3 separate regions of the Sus scrofa genome follow, and all the other regions are linked to region 3. A link is a contact called in public Hi-C and promoter capture Hi-C data. All regions are on one chromosome and are shown on one strand. The core of a region is the stretch at or near the end of the contact, and the rest is flanking DNA. Distances in the headings are between cores, read along the strand shown.

Region 1 (4,572 bases), core at 1,275-3,774, 400 kb before region 3:
GCCTAATGTGTACCCAGCCAGGATCCAGGGCTGCGGCATGGAGAAAAGGCTCCATCCAGTAGGCTATGGGGGGAGCACCTCACCCTCTGCCCTCCTTGCCACACCTCTGCCTCGGGCCAGTTCTCCAAGTGACAGCCCAGTCCTTCAGAGCCTGGAAGGACCCTTAAGATGTCTGATAGAGATGTCTTGCCCACTTCACAGGAAATAAGGTTAAGAATGTCCACCTGCTGGAAGCCCACGCAGACCTTCCCTGGAAGCAGCTCAAGCTGCTTCCCCGGGGAATGCCCTGCCTCAGACAGAGTCAACGACTTCCTCTTTCTTCAGCCTCCTTGGCTGTCCACCCTCCACCTCCCTCTGCCTCATGCCCAGCAGCTGGCACACCCATGGGCAGCTCCTGATGAGCAGGATGCCCCTGGTGGCCTCCCACTCGCTTCCTACTTCTCCAAAGCCAGTCATTCTGTTCCTGACAGCCCTCCTGTCTGTCTCTCGGCCATTGTCAAGGCCATCCTGGGGCCATGCTGGCCTCAGAGACCTTGTCACCACACACCCACACCCTGTTAACCCCCAGCACCAACTGCAAAGGCTACCTCCTCTAACACCCCAGACACCCGCTACCTTCTCAGGCCTGCCATTCTCCTCCTCAACCTCTTGGAATGTTAGTCAAAGGCTAGGGATAAGGAACAGACAGGGCAGGGCGGGAGGCCAGGGCCATGTCTGGGAAGCCATCCCTTCGTCCAGACAGTCTGAGTCTGGCTTCCCAGGAAAAGCAGTGGCTCCACACCTCCCACTCTTCCCCAAACACTCTGACCCTGGAATGACCCAGACATACCTTCCCAAATCTCTGTATCCAGTGAGAGGCCACAAGTCAACAGCAGGAGAATCCTGGGGCCTCTCTTCAAGGCCAGGGTCTGTATCTGCTCTGGGGGCCATCGCCCCTCCCACGGCCCCATTTCCCAGGTAGGAAACTGAGGAAGGGGGAAAGCCGTCACAGAGCTGCTAGCCCACAGGGCAGGATAGACTCAGTTCAACTCCCAGCCTCTCAAAACCTCACCTCCCACACCTTGGACTATAACCACACATCCCACCTCCACACCCGCATTCCTACATGTTTGCTCCATTGAAATGCTCTCCTGGCTTTCTGCTCCCTCAGCGTCGATAGACGTCCACTGGAATAACTGGCCCCTGTGGCTTTTCCCTCCTTGGGGCCATCCCAGAGTGAGCCAGCCCTCCTGACCCAGGGGTGGGAAACGTGCTGGGATGTCAGTGTGTGCCGCTGTGTGAACACATCCTGCTCAGCTCTTCCCTGCTGAGAACACACCTGGCCTGGCCCTGGAGGGCTCCTGTGGTGCCCTCTGCACTGACCACTGGTCCTTTTCCCAGTGTCCTAGGACTAGGGTGGCCAGAGTCCTCAATCCTCAGTCCTCTATGCTCAAACTCTTCCCAGTCCCTGTATCTGCTGGCCCATCCTGGCCAAACCGCCAAACCACCCTTTGCAGCACTTAGGCCCAGGGACCTCAGTGCACACCACACAGACCCACACACCAGTGCATGAAAGCACAGTGTGCACACAGCCACGAGTGCACATACACACTAACAAGCCCTACACCCGGGGCCAACTGCGTGAGGCCTGCTGCTCTCTGCTGCCTCCCTTTCCCTTTATTCCCCTCCTCCCCTCTCCCTGTACTGCCACCAGAGGTTGGGGAGTTTCCAGGAGTCCCAGCTTCCTCTGGCCATCTCTAGCCAAGGATCTTCCTGAGTCTCCCTGTGTTCAGAGCTCACACAGGGTGTGAGGTTCCAACTTGGGGGTGACCAAGCAGCCCGTGGACCCTGATCTACGCTTGTTGATTTCAGCCAGACACTGGACACACAGTAGGGGCTCGGGGTGACTCAGGACCAGCCAGGGCCCACAGTAAGGGTTCAGAGAGGTTCATGACTGGAACAGAGCACACAGTAGGTGTTTAGGGCAGCTCAGGACCCACACAAGGCACACAGTAGGTGCTCTAGAAATGCTGGTTTAAGGGCTACAGTCACATCATATAAAAAGCTTCCCAAATGGGCCTCTGGAGCTCCCCAGACTGGCATGACCCCGGAGGGAAGACCTGGACAAACATGACCACTTGGAGGCCAGCAAAGGGCAGAGGAGGAGGCCCCCAGGCAGCTCCAGCTGGCTGGCCCTCTCCCTAGGCTGGAGGAAGAAGCTATTTATAGTCCCCCCACTTGGCCCAGCTCCCTCTCCCCTGTAAGGCAACAGTGTTCCCACTCCTCCATGCCACCAAGAGATTGATACTCCCTCAGAGCACCCCTATTCCTGGAGAGACCCCCAACACTCTCACACCCTTTCTAGCACCACCCTCACACCGCCCGGGTCTTTTCCCAGTCCTCCCACCCTCTCCACCGGGCTCCGAGCCTACCCCGCCTGCTGCTCCTTGACCCGAGTCCTGTCAGGGAGTTGCCTCCTTCCGTGCCTCGGTTCATCCTGCAACTGAACTGGCCTGGGCCACCGCCCCCTGCGGCTTGGAGTCGGGCAGCCCCGCCCCCCAGGCTCCGGAGAGGCAGCCTGCCCGCTGGCCCCGCCTCTCCAACCCCTCCTTGGGCCCCGCCTCCACCCCACCCCCCCGGGCTGCTTACAAACTGAGATCTCGTCAGTGCCCCGGCCAGGCAGCCTCACTTCCGACAGTAGTACCTCTCCAGCCAGAGCCGGGTGTCTGCCCTCTGCTCCAGCTGGAGTTGTCTACACTACCCAGACTATCTGCCCCATCTGCAGGCAAGCCTGTCTGCACTCTCCAGGTCAGTCCCATCTCCAGCCCAGCAATAGAGTTGGGATTGTGAGATCAGCCAAAACCCACCCTTTCCACACCAAGGGACGGGTCAGTGAAATTGGGGTGGGGGGAGTGGGCAGAGGGGCAGCGTAGCCAGCTATGACTCCACCCTTGTGTGTCACTGCCTGGTGATTCTTCTCTCTCCCATTCTCTGGTCTCTGCATTTATTGAGCTCTCTCTGCATGTCAGACTGCATCACTCAGTGCTCACAAGACACCTGGTGGCATTACTATGCTTTACAGAGGAGAAAACCAAGGCTTGGAAAGGTGAGTGTGTTTGCCCATTCGACAAAGAAGGGGCAGTTGGGTCAGGAGTCCCAGCAGCCTGAGCTCCTTCTCCTTTAGCCCTGTGTGTCGGGGTGGAGGCTGGGTATGCAGGGGTGTGGTAAGACAGTGCCTGTCTATGTGTTGAGCATGCTTCATGAAGGTTTGAAGGACAAGCACCTGTTCCTCCCAGCCCCCTCACACGCCCTCACCTTGCTCACACATACACACATATGCTCCCACACACAAAGCAAGGCTGCCACAGCCACAGACCTCACACATACGACCATCAATCCATGCTTAGAGATACCCCTGATGGCCCCACTTGTCTGGAGTGGGTGCTGCCTCATTGGGCACAAAAACATGCTTGTGACCCTCCACCAGCACTTCTCTGTGTGGTGACCAGTGAGGGGCAGGGAAGACCCGCGGGTCTAGTCTTGGGCAAGCTGGTCTCCAATGCAGCCATAGACTCTTGTGTTGAGGTTCTTGAAAGAGATATGTCAGTGACCACAAGTGATGTTGTCCAGATGCTCTGTGACTGTGGAACCCAGATGTGACGAGACCATGTGATAGTAACCTTCCATGATAGTGTCCAGGCTGTCCAGACATACTGTAAGTCTGTGGGGCTCCTAGGAAGGGCAAGGCTCCACTTGGTGACCTGACATGGCAACATCCAGGCTGTCCAGACACACTGCGACTCTGTGAAGCACTTTAGGTGATATGACACCACATGGCAGTGACCCCATGTGGTGGAGTCCAGATGCACCATGCCCAGATATAGTACCATCCAGCTCTGCCGCTCCGGGACTCCCCATCTCGGGTGGCTCCAGCATTGTGAGCCCCTCCCTCAGGCTCAGCGGCGACCGACATGGGCCAGGATGCGGGCGTTGGCAGCAGCCTGCTCCCTCACAGCCCTGGCCCGGGCCTGCTCCAGTAAGATCTGCAGGAGGCCGAGAGGGACATCCAGCGAGAGGGTGATGCGGGAGCCAGGGTGGGGGCCAGGGCTGGGGTGCCCCCAAGTTGCAGAGGGGCCTGTGGTGCTGGCTGATGGGCTCTCTGAGGTCACAGGGCAGGGAGTGACCTGGGGAAAGTTCTGAGGGAGGAGCTGAAAGCCTGGGAGTGGGTTTGCTGGGACAAGCAGGGTCCTGGCCAATGTCAGGATCATCAGCACCAGCAGAGCCCACCTGGTCATCATGTGGTCAGGCTGCGAGGAGAAAACGGACTCAGGGCAGGGGCTCTGGTCAGCTCTGACCAATGGACAGAGACAGATGGCAAATGCAGAGACAGAGAGGCTGCAAGGTAGAGATTAGAGAGGCTAGGGACAGAGAGAGACAGAGACAGAGATGAAGGGACAAGAAGAAAGCCTGAATGAACCAAGAAAACTGAGACAGAGGCACAGAAAGAGTGAGAAAGAAAATAAGACAGATAAAGAGACAGAGAAACCCAGAGAAAGAGAGCCACAAAAGCATGATATGGATTCTTTCTCTTCC
Region 2 (4,376 bases), core at 1,532-4,031, 350 kb after region 3:
TCCAGAGAGGCCAAGTTGGGCCATGGAGCCCACCAGGTGAACCAGTAACAATCCCAGATAACGTGAAACAGGAGTAAGGAGCCTGATGTGGAGTAAGCAGCCCCGTCCCCCACAGAGCTGCCTCGGATCTCAGGAGGAAGGTGGTACAGAGTGAACCAAGGGCCCTGGATCCAGTCCCAGAAAAGGGTTCCCTTGGACCTGTGCTGGACACCAGAGCTACTCACACATGGTTCTTACCCAGGGTGAGGGCTTACCTCAAGAAGGGGAGCAGGCTGCTCACAAGGCATTGGGTGGGAGAGCCACTTGGGGAAGGTCATGGAAGGGCTCTGCAAAGCAAAGGCATACTGCCCTGAGGGAGGCAGAGTAGGAGAGCCCTGGAACCAGATCCCAAGGTCCTGAGAGCAGAGAGAAGGGCCCCTGACAGCCTCAGACACTGGGAAAAACCTATTCCAGCCCCAGGGGCAGACAGACTACCTAAGCTCTTCTATATGCCATGAAGATAAGGAACAGAAGTATCCCCTGGCACTTGAAGGTTCCAGCTCTGAAAGAGACAGGTAGCCCCAAATGTCAGGGGATATGAGGACATGGCCTCACCTCCCTCAACATGAGCTTCCAGCATTCCTACCTGGGTAAGTTGCATGAAAGCCTCCTTCTGAGTCTTACCATCCTTACCTGTCCACTCCCACTCCCACTGCACCCCAAGGCCTCTCAGCCAGAGTTAGGAGCCTCCTGAAGAAAGGGCCAGCCAACAGCTCTGAGCTAGTCATTTACCTTTGGTCCCTGCTGGTAGATCTGCAGCTCCTCTACCGTGAAAGATGACCACAGCGGCGATGGCTGTCGCAGAATCAAACGCAGCTCCAGTACTCTGGCCATGTCACATAGCATCTGACAAACATACATACACACACACACACAAGGACCCAACGAGGCCCCAGCTCATTGCTGAGGAGCCAACCAGCAATGAGCCAAGGTGTTTCCTCCCCAAGCCTTTGAGAAGAAAACAGTAGTTCCTCCAAGGCACTTGCCAAAAAAACTACAACCAAGGCCAGCTCTGCCTGCCCCTCTTCCCTTTTGATATCCTGGCCCAATCCCCAGGCCCCTTGTAAGCTCTCATCTGGGCTTCCCTGGCCATGCTGAGTCCCAGCTGACCTGGTGCTTGAACAGCGATACATACTCCTGGGCTCCCTCCTCACTGTGTGGGTCGGGCATCAGGCAATAGTCCCGCAGGCAGGTCACCCACTTGGCCGGAGTGTGTGTCGAGGTGTGCTGGCGAACACGGATGGTCAGAAAGGCCGTGTAGTAATTCTTAAACATGATCTCCTGCAACTAGAGCACACACAACCCACCATGACAAATCAGACCCAGGCCCAAGGCCTGAAGGGTTCAAAGTCGCCCTCTCCTCCTCCACCTTGGAATGTACTCCTCTACCAATCTAACAATTTCAACAAGAATCCACTGGGGCCTTAAAAAATTTTGCTTTCCTAGAACTCATAGTCCAAATGAGCACATCATGCAAACAAACCATGACCTCAGATCTTGCCACATGTCCAAAATGCTGCCAGAGGTCAAAGCCCTAACTCTAGAGGAGGTAGAAAATGTACAGATGAGTTCATCAAATGGACCAGGAAAAGGAGAAAATGTAAACATAGCATATACAAAGAAGCACCAAGTGGTGACAGATCCTGGCACCTGGGACAGTGGTTCGGCCTAGCTACAGCAGTTCTCATCACTGGATACTCATCAGAATTAACCAAGGAAAAAATTTTTTTTGAAAATTAAAAAAATATATAGCTATACAGGCTCCACTCCAGACCAAATGAATCAGGATTTCCAGAGTTGGGCCCTTTAATAAAATCTCTCAGCTTAGAGTAAGGAACAGCTTGGGGAAGAACCATATACTATAAGTCAAAGTGCACATGTGGAGAAGCAAATAGGGCACAGACACAGAGTGGCCCTGAATGTTAGGCCATTAGAAAGTGGGCTTTGTCCTCTTGATTTCTGCATTGTCCAGTCACTCTGCCAGCAAAAGTAGAAGAGCAACTGGAGACTGGTAACTGGAGCCACTGGGAAAATCCCAATGAGGGATGAGTTGATCCTGACCTCCAGCAGGGACTGTAGGTCTGGGCAGGAGGCATTTTTGTGGGTTTGTTGTTTGTTTGTTTTTGCATACTCCCTAGGTATGCCTAAGTTTCTGGGCCAGGGAGCAAATAGAGTCAGCAGCGACAACCGCCAGATCCTTAACCCGCTGCACCTCAAGAGAACTCCCTTAGCCTACTACGTTGCCACTTCTGTGCCAGGGCTGTTCTGGACACTGGGAAGAGATGTTGAAGAGAACAGAAGAGGAAGCTGTGTTACAGTAAATACTTGTTAACTGAAGAGATAAACAAATAGTTAACTGATTCTTTAGGGCGAGGGCTCTGGAGAGGCTTTCAGTAAAAGATTAGATGCCTGGGACACGCCCGAGTTCCCCAGATAGGCCCCGCCCAGGAGCCCGGGTCGCGCCCACAGGGCTTGCTCACCTCGAAGGGCGCGACGCTGGGGAAGGTGACATCGATGACCAGCACGCCAGGCCGGCCTTGGGAGGTCCGCACGTCCCCCACCTGCAGGGCCACAGTGCCTTTCACATGGCAGGGCACGGACACGCGGGACATGGTGCCAACGACCAGGACCAAACACAACTGCCGCTCCTGGCTTTGGACCAATGGTCCTTCCCTGCGTCCCAGCCGAGCCCCAAGAACTACAACTCCCGAGAGGAATCGTGCTGGGCCAGCCCAGCCAATGACCGATGCTCGGGGCGGGCCGGGAGTCGGAAGTGCCTGCGGAAGTGCTCCTTCAGCCAATCACCGAGAGAGCCTTGGAGACGCGCCGCAGCCATTGCTCAGAAATGGCTTAGCTAGCCTGGATGCAATATCGGGCTGGGCCCTCTGTCCACCGCAAGTACTTCTATGCAAGGCGGACGTCTTTCAGAACTCGTAAGCCATGAGCATGAATGAGTATAGGTCCTAGGCGACTTTAGTTGCAAATATAGATATTAACCCTTTTTTTTTAATAGGCAAAGGATTTGAAGGGATAATTTACAGAAGATAGATAAATAGCCAGTATGCCCGTGAAAATATGTTTAACATGATTATTCACGAGGGAAACATAAATTAGAGACCTCACACACACCCACTAAACGCCAGTAAGCAGGCTAAAATTAAAGACTGACAAGAATGTGGAACAAGAATGTGGAATCCACTGATAATTAACTGGTACTTCGAAAAGCGGTTTAGCCATTCTTTTTTTGTTTGTTGGTTTTTGTGCCATTTCTTGGGCCGCTCCCGCGGCATATGGAGGTTTCCAGGCTAGGGGTCCAGTCGGAGCTGTGGCCACCGACCTACACCAGAGCCACAGCAACGTGGGATCCCAGCCGCGTCTGCGACCTACACCACAGTTCGCGGCAACACCGAATCCTTAACCCACTGAGCAAGGCCAGGGACCGAACCAGCAACCTCATGGTTCCTAGTCGGATTCGTTAACCACTGAGCCACGATGGGAACTCCCAGTTTAGCCATTCTTTAAGAACTAAATTTATACCTATAATATGATGCAGCCTTTGCACTCATTAGTGTTTACCCAAGAGAAATGAAAGCACATGTCCATCCAAGGGCTTTATTCACAATAGCCAGAAGTTGGAAATAATCCAAATGTCCAACAGATTAGCTAATTGTGGTATGTCCACACAATGGAACACTACTCAACAATAAAAAGAAATGAACAAAGCCATGTGTCTATCAACAGATGAATGAGTAAACAAAATGTAATTATATAAGATGGAATTATTCAGCCTTAAAAAGGAATGCAATTCTGATGTATGCATCAACATGCATGAACATTGAAAATATTATGCTCAGTGAAAAAACAGACATAGAAGTACAAATACTGTATGATACCACTTATGTTAGGTACCTAGACTAGTCAAATTCATACAGTAAGTAGAATAGAGGTTGCCAGGGGCTATGGGCAGGGGAAATGGTTATCGTTTAATAGGTACAGAGTTTCAGTTTAGGATGGATAAAAAAATTCTGGAAATAAGTGTTGATTACACAGCACTATGAATATATGTAAAACCAGTGAACGATAGGAGTTCCTGTCGTGGCACAGCAGAAACAAATCCGACTAGGAATCATGAGGTTGTGGGTTCGATCCCTGGCCTTGCTCAGCAGGTTAAGGATTCGGCGTTGCCATGAGCTGTAGTGTAGGCCAGCAACTACAGCTCCGATTAGATCCCTAGACTGGGAACCTCCATATGCCTAGGGAGCGGCCCTAGAAAAGGCAAAAAGACAAAAACAAACAAACGAGCAAATGGGAAGGTCTCGCTATGGTTAAACAGGATT
Region 3 (4,273 bases), core at 244-2,743:
AGCCCACCGAATCTGGGCCAGAACGCTGCTCAGGCAAGAGAGCAGGGAACGAAATCCAAGTGCAGCTGGAATGCTCTGGAGACAACAGCTGCTTTTGGGATTCCGTTGCCCGCTGTCCAGCCGTGGGGAGTGGGAGGTTGAGAGGGGTAATCTCTTGCCTTGGTGCCAGATCAAACTTCCTACATTCCCAGTCCCAGGAGAGGGAGCCAAGAGAAGGTGGTGAAATCAAGTGCGGTAGGAACGAGCCGCTCGCTCACCTGGGCCCCAAAACAATAGGTGTGGTGGGGACCCCCCCCCCCGGGACTGGGTCCCAATCTGGATTAGATCCACGGGGTAGGATTAATCCTGTTGGTCCCATGCAGTCAGGGCCACTACACTGGCGGTGGCGGGGCGGGCTTCAGGATCAGCCAAGAGGGAAGCGCGCCCGTGGGGCCTCGGAGAGGAAGTAAACCCTCCCCTGGGACACCCCCGCACCCGGGCCCTTTGTCTGGTGACGCTGCCAGTGTCGGGAGTGCGAGAAGCCCAATGAGCCCTCAAGGCAGCGACGGGACCCCCGGAGATCTACTGAGAACGTCCTCGGTTGTTCGAAACCCCCCCGCCAGCCTGGCCCCGCGGGCGGCAGACGCAGCAATGTTTCCCCGGAGGCCACCATACAGTAGGCGCGCCGAGATGTCGGAACCTGCGCGGGCGCCAGCGACTCTGGCACCAGTAGGCCTTCTGATTCGGCTCAAGACGCGGGGGAGGGATTCTCTGGACGCAGAGCGAGGTGAACAAGAATAGGGCGATACTCCGGCCGCTGTATAGTTCAATGTCTGGTCCGTTTCGGCCCGGTCCGACCCAGGAGCAGCAACGACCAGCCTGACGTCGCGTCCTCTTCCGCTTGTTCTAGCCGCAGAGTTGGAGCCATTTTAAGGCGAAACCACTCAGCCACGCCCCCTCGCCCTCCAGAGAAGCCAATCCAAGCGCAACGACGCCTGGTGTGAAACGCCGCGGCGTTGCCAACGGTCGCGCGGGTGAACGGTTGGGAGGGGCTGAACTCGGAGGGCGAGAGGGGGAAACCTGAGCTGCCCGCACCGCCCTCGGAATCCGACTCCGCGAAGCCGGGATTAGAAATTTGGAGGCTGGCACCACGCCCTGGCCAGGTGTGCGGGACTCGAACAGGTGCTAGGCCGCCCCTCCCCGGGTCCCAAGAGCCCGGCTTAATGGCTAAGAGCCGGGGGCCCGGCCGCGGCTGGGGCTCAGACTGTGCTGAGGCCTGTCACGCCACCAGGTGTCCGGCTCCCCCAGAACGGCCTGCGGGGGCCTGGGGCGGGGCGGACGGCAGCTGCAGACACTGGAGCCGCACCGGGAGACCCGCCCTGCTGGGACCTAAGCCCCTGGTCGGCTCCCTCCCGTCTCCAGCCCGGGGCCGGCAGAGCTGCGCGGTGCCCTCCGCGACGCTGGGGGCGCTGTCGTTGCTCCGGGCTGGGTGACGCCACGACCCCGCTGACCCTGCGCCGGTCTCCCTGTGCGCTGATCCGCCATGGCAGCGGTGTTCGTGCTTCGGAGCTTGTATCGAGCGCGACACATCCTTCGCTGGCCGCTCGCGCAGCTGTCCTGGTGAGGCCGGACCCACCGTCCCTGACCACCTGCCCCCCACAGCCAGCGACTCCCAGCCCCTTAGACCCCGACCATACCCCTCCGCAGGGCCCCAGGGCGTGGGCATCGGCTCACGCCGACGGATGATGAGCTGTATCAGCGGACGCGAATATCTCTGCTGCAGCGCGAGTCCCCGCAGGCGATGTACATCGACAGCTACAGCAGCCGCGGCTTCGTGGTCAATGGAAATCGCGTGCTTGGGCCCTGCGCGCTGCTTCCGCACTCGGTGGTGCAGTGGAACGTGAGCCCTTCCCTGCAATAAGGAAACCCGAGGACCAGAGTCAGGCCTGCCTTCCTGACTCCGTCCTTGGCAAACTTGGCTTTTCTTTTGCCCCGCTTTGGAGCAGGTAGAGGGTCGGTGGGGAAACCTCCATAGACTTGTAATTAACTTGTCTCCTTCCCACACAGGTAGGTTCCCACCAGGACATCACCGAAGGAAGCTTCTCTCTCTTTTGGATGCTGGAGCCCCGAATAGGTACTGGAGGAAGGGAAGGCTGAGGTGATGAGCCCCGGAAACCCACCCTCTCGATAGACCTCGTTGCAGCCTTGCTATGCTCATCTTTCCCTAGAGATTGTTGTGGTGGGCACTGGAGACCGGACTGAGCGGCTGCAGCCCCAGGTGCTGCGAGCCATGAGGCAGCGGGGCATCGCTGTGGAAGTGCAGGACACAGTATGTCTGGTACTCGGGAATGCTGAGGCGAGCCCAGGCCTGGCCTTGGCCCTAGCCCAGCTGATGCTGGCTTTCTCTTTGCAGCCCAATGCCTGTGCCACTTTCAACTTCCTGTGTCATGAAGGCCGGGTGACAGGAGCTGCTCTCATTCCCCCACCTGGAGGGGCTGCTCTCACATCTTTGGCCCAAGTCTCAAAAAAATGAACCACCAGGAACCTTGCCACCCTTTGCTGAGTGCAGGGGTTTCCAGTTTTTACTAGCTCCTCCCCTTTGGCACTGTAACAACTTGTCTTTCTAGCCAGCAAATTAATAATTTAATCTACTTCTCACAATTTTGTACTAGGTGTATTGCTGGACAGGAGCTGCTGGCTCCGTGGGTTCATGGAGGGGGTTGTGAAAAAATCAAGGGGATACTCAAGAGGCGAGGAAGCTGTATAGGTGTCTGTTATAAACTGTACATCTCTTTGCTCACATGCAGATTTGAGGGGACTTCAGTGCTTTCTCCACAAGGCCCTTTAGAGATTCAAGTTAGAGAACATGTATGTGGGGTCTCAGCCTGATCCCCTGTGGCCAAGCTTTGGGCTAGCAGGAGGCCCTGTGGATGCCAGTCTATAGCCTCATGGCCTGTTCTGTGACCCTTTCTTAGCAGCTACAGTCAGAGTCACAGTTTGAGACCAAACCCTTGGGAGCCAGAACTGGTCTGAGCTGCCAGAGAAGGGACTTTCTGAATCTAGCACTACCACCTACGTCCAGGTGCTCACAGCACCCTCATCTCAGGGCTTGAGGTTTTCCCTGGAAATGACGGTACTGTGTTGGTGTGTATCTGTGATGGTGGCAGCTGCAGAGCACTACCTGCTTGTTGTTGACCTCAAAGATCAGGCATCACTTTTTTTCAAACTTTTATTGAAAAACCAAGGAGGTGTGCTGTATCCCTTTTCAGAAAAGACGCTTCTCATACCTGTTGGCAGAAGGACCAGCTGTGAGGGTGAGGGCAGGAAGACCGAGGCATGGGAGACACCTCAACCCCAAGGACAGAGGAATGGAAAGGGTTGGTCACTTACGAATGAAGGCTGTGGACGCCACCTTCAACCTGAGCTGAAGATGTTCTCTTTTCAAACTTGAGCTCCCCAGAATACATCATGGCTCTGAACAGGGGTGGTGGTCAGATGTGGGGAGCTGGCCCTCGTCCAGCCCCTCTAGTCGATGGCCCTGCTCCCTAAACTTACCGGACTTGGGTTAAACTCTTAGCACCAATGTCCTGGCAGGAGTGCTGGATGCCGGCAATCAAGTATGGAACAAATTTGTGGATGGATCCTTTGTCCTGCACAGCCCCAGACACCCCCTGGGCCACCTTGATTTTGTCAGCTTCACTGCAAGAAGAGGCAAGAAACACAGACAGGGTCAGAGCCTTGATGATACTGCCAATGTAGAGTTAGCATACAGTAAATGGCTTGCCTGTCCCACCTGAAATATCGGTTCTGGCTGCTGAGATGCTTGTCCATGGCATCAAGAGAACCCATGCCACGATATTTCTTTAGTCGGATCCCATCAGAGAAGAAGTACTCGCCAGGGGCCTCAGTGGTAGCAGCCAAGAGGGAGCCCATCATAACTATGGACAGGAGGAGGGAGGGAGCCCATCATAATTGTGGATAGGAGTGCTGTGGGAAGACCCTGACTGCATTAGGAAAGCAGTCCCACCAGGCTTCCTGGGTGTAAGCCTCACCTGTGGAGGCCCCAAGGGCCAAAGCTTTGGCAATATGGCCCACATTTTGAATTCCTCCGTCAGCGATGACAGGAACACCAAATCGCCGTGCATATTCTGACACCTTGTACACTGCTGTTGCTTGGGGACGCCCACACGCCAGCACTGTTGAGACATGGAGGAAGAAGTGTGGGGGGGATGGGGTTAGTTGGGTGCTGGGGGTGGGGGGGGGAGAACAAGCAAGAAGCTCTGTGGCCACAATC

Evidence for each region. Promoter capture Hi-C pulls out the DNA fragments that hold promoters and counts their contacts. Hi-C and Micro-C count contacts between places; a contact is called where the count stands out from the background.
Region 1: a Hi-C map of skeletal muscle shows a contact between it and region 3, with 6 times the contacts expected there. The contact joins the promoter of PFKFB4 here to the promoter of NDUFAF3 in region 3. A contact is called at or near these places in 2 of 47 Hi-C or Micro-C datasets (heart right ventricle and skeletal muscle) and 1 of 2 datasets of contacts at active chromatin or transcription factors (alveolar macrophages).
Region 2: a promoter capture Hi-C map of liver shows a contact between it and region 3, with 5 times the contacts expected there. The contact joins the promoter of NICN1 here to the promoter of NDUFAF3 in region 3. A contact is called at or near these places in 2 of 5 promoter capture datasets (fetal liver and liver), 1 of 47 Hi-C or Micro-C datasets (embryonic fibroblasts) and 2 of 2 datasets of contacts at active chromatin or transcription factors (alveolar macrophages and skeletal muscle).

What each region holds. Positions count from the first base shown.
Region 1 is chr13:31,257,261-31,261,832 of Sscrofa11.1, forward strand. PFKFB4 (6-phosphofructo-2-kinase/fructose-2,6-bisphosphatase 4) reads right to left here and starts at 2,525. Exons shown (of 14, transcript XM_005669518.3): 1 at 2,412-2,525. The coding sequence starts at 2,475. UCN2 (urocortin-2) reads right to left here and starts at 4,564. Exons shown (of 1, transcript XM_021070636.1): 1 at 3,936-4,564. The coding sequence starts at 4,277. The coding sequence ends at 3,936.
Region 2 is chr13:32,004,485-32,008,860 of Sscrofa11.1, forward strand. NICN1 (nicolin-1) reads right to left here and starts at 2,782. Exons shown (of 6, transcript XM_021068737.1): 1 at 2,520-2,782; 2 at 1,150-1,326; 3 at 772-885; 4 at 255-326. The coding sequence starts at 2,651.
Region 3 is chr13:31,655,448-31,659,720 of Sscrofa11.1, forward strand. NDUFAF3 (NADH:ubiquinone oxidoreductase complex assembly factor 3) reads left to right here and starts at 1,494. Exons shown (of 5, transcript NM_001243606.1): 1 at 1,494-1,599; 2 at 1,687-1,879; 3 at 2,047-2,113; 4 at 2,208-2,308; 5 at 2,393-2,640. The coding sequence starts at 1,523. The coding sequence ends at 2,512. DALRD3 (DALR anticodon-binding domain-containing protein 3) reads right to left here and starts at 859. Exons shown (of 14, transcript XM_021070653.1): 1 at 655-859. IMPDH2 (inosine-5'-monophosphate dehydrogenase 2) reads right to left here. Exons shown (of 15, transcript XM_005669533.3): 11 at 4,032-4,175; 12 at 3,773-3,917; 13 at 3,535-3,678; 14 at 3,370-3,453; 15 at 3,195-3,266. The coding sequence ends at 3,245. MIR191 (microRNA 191) reads right to left here and starts at 116; the gene lies at 37-116.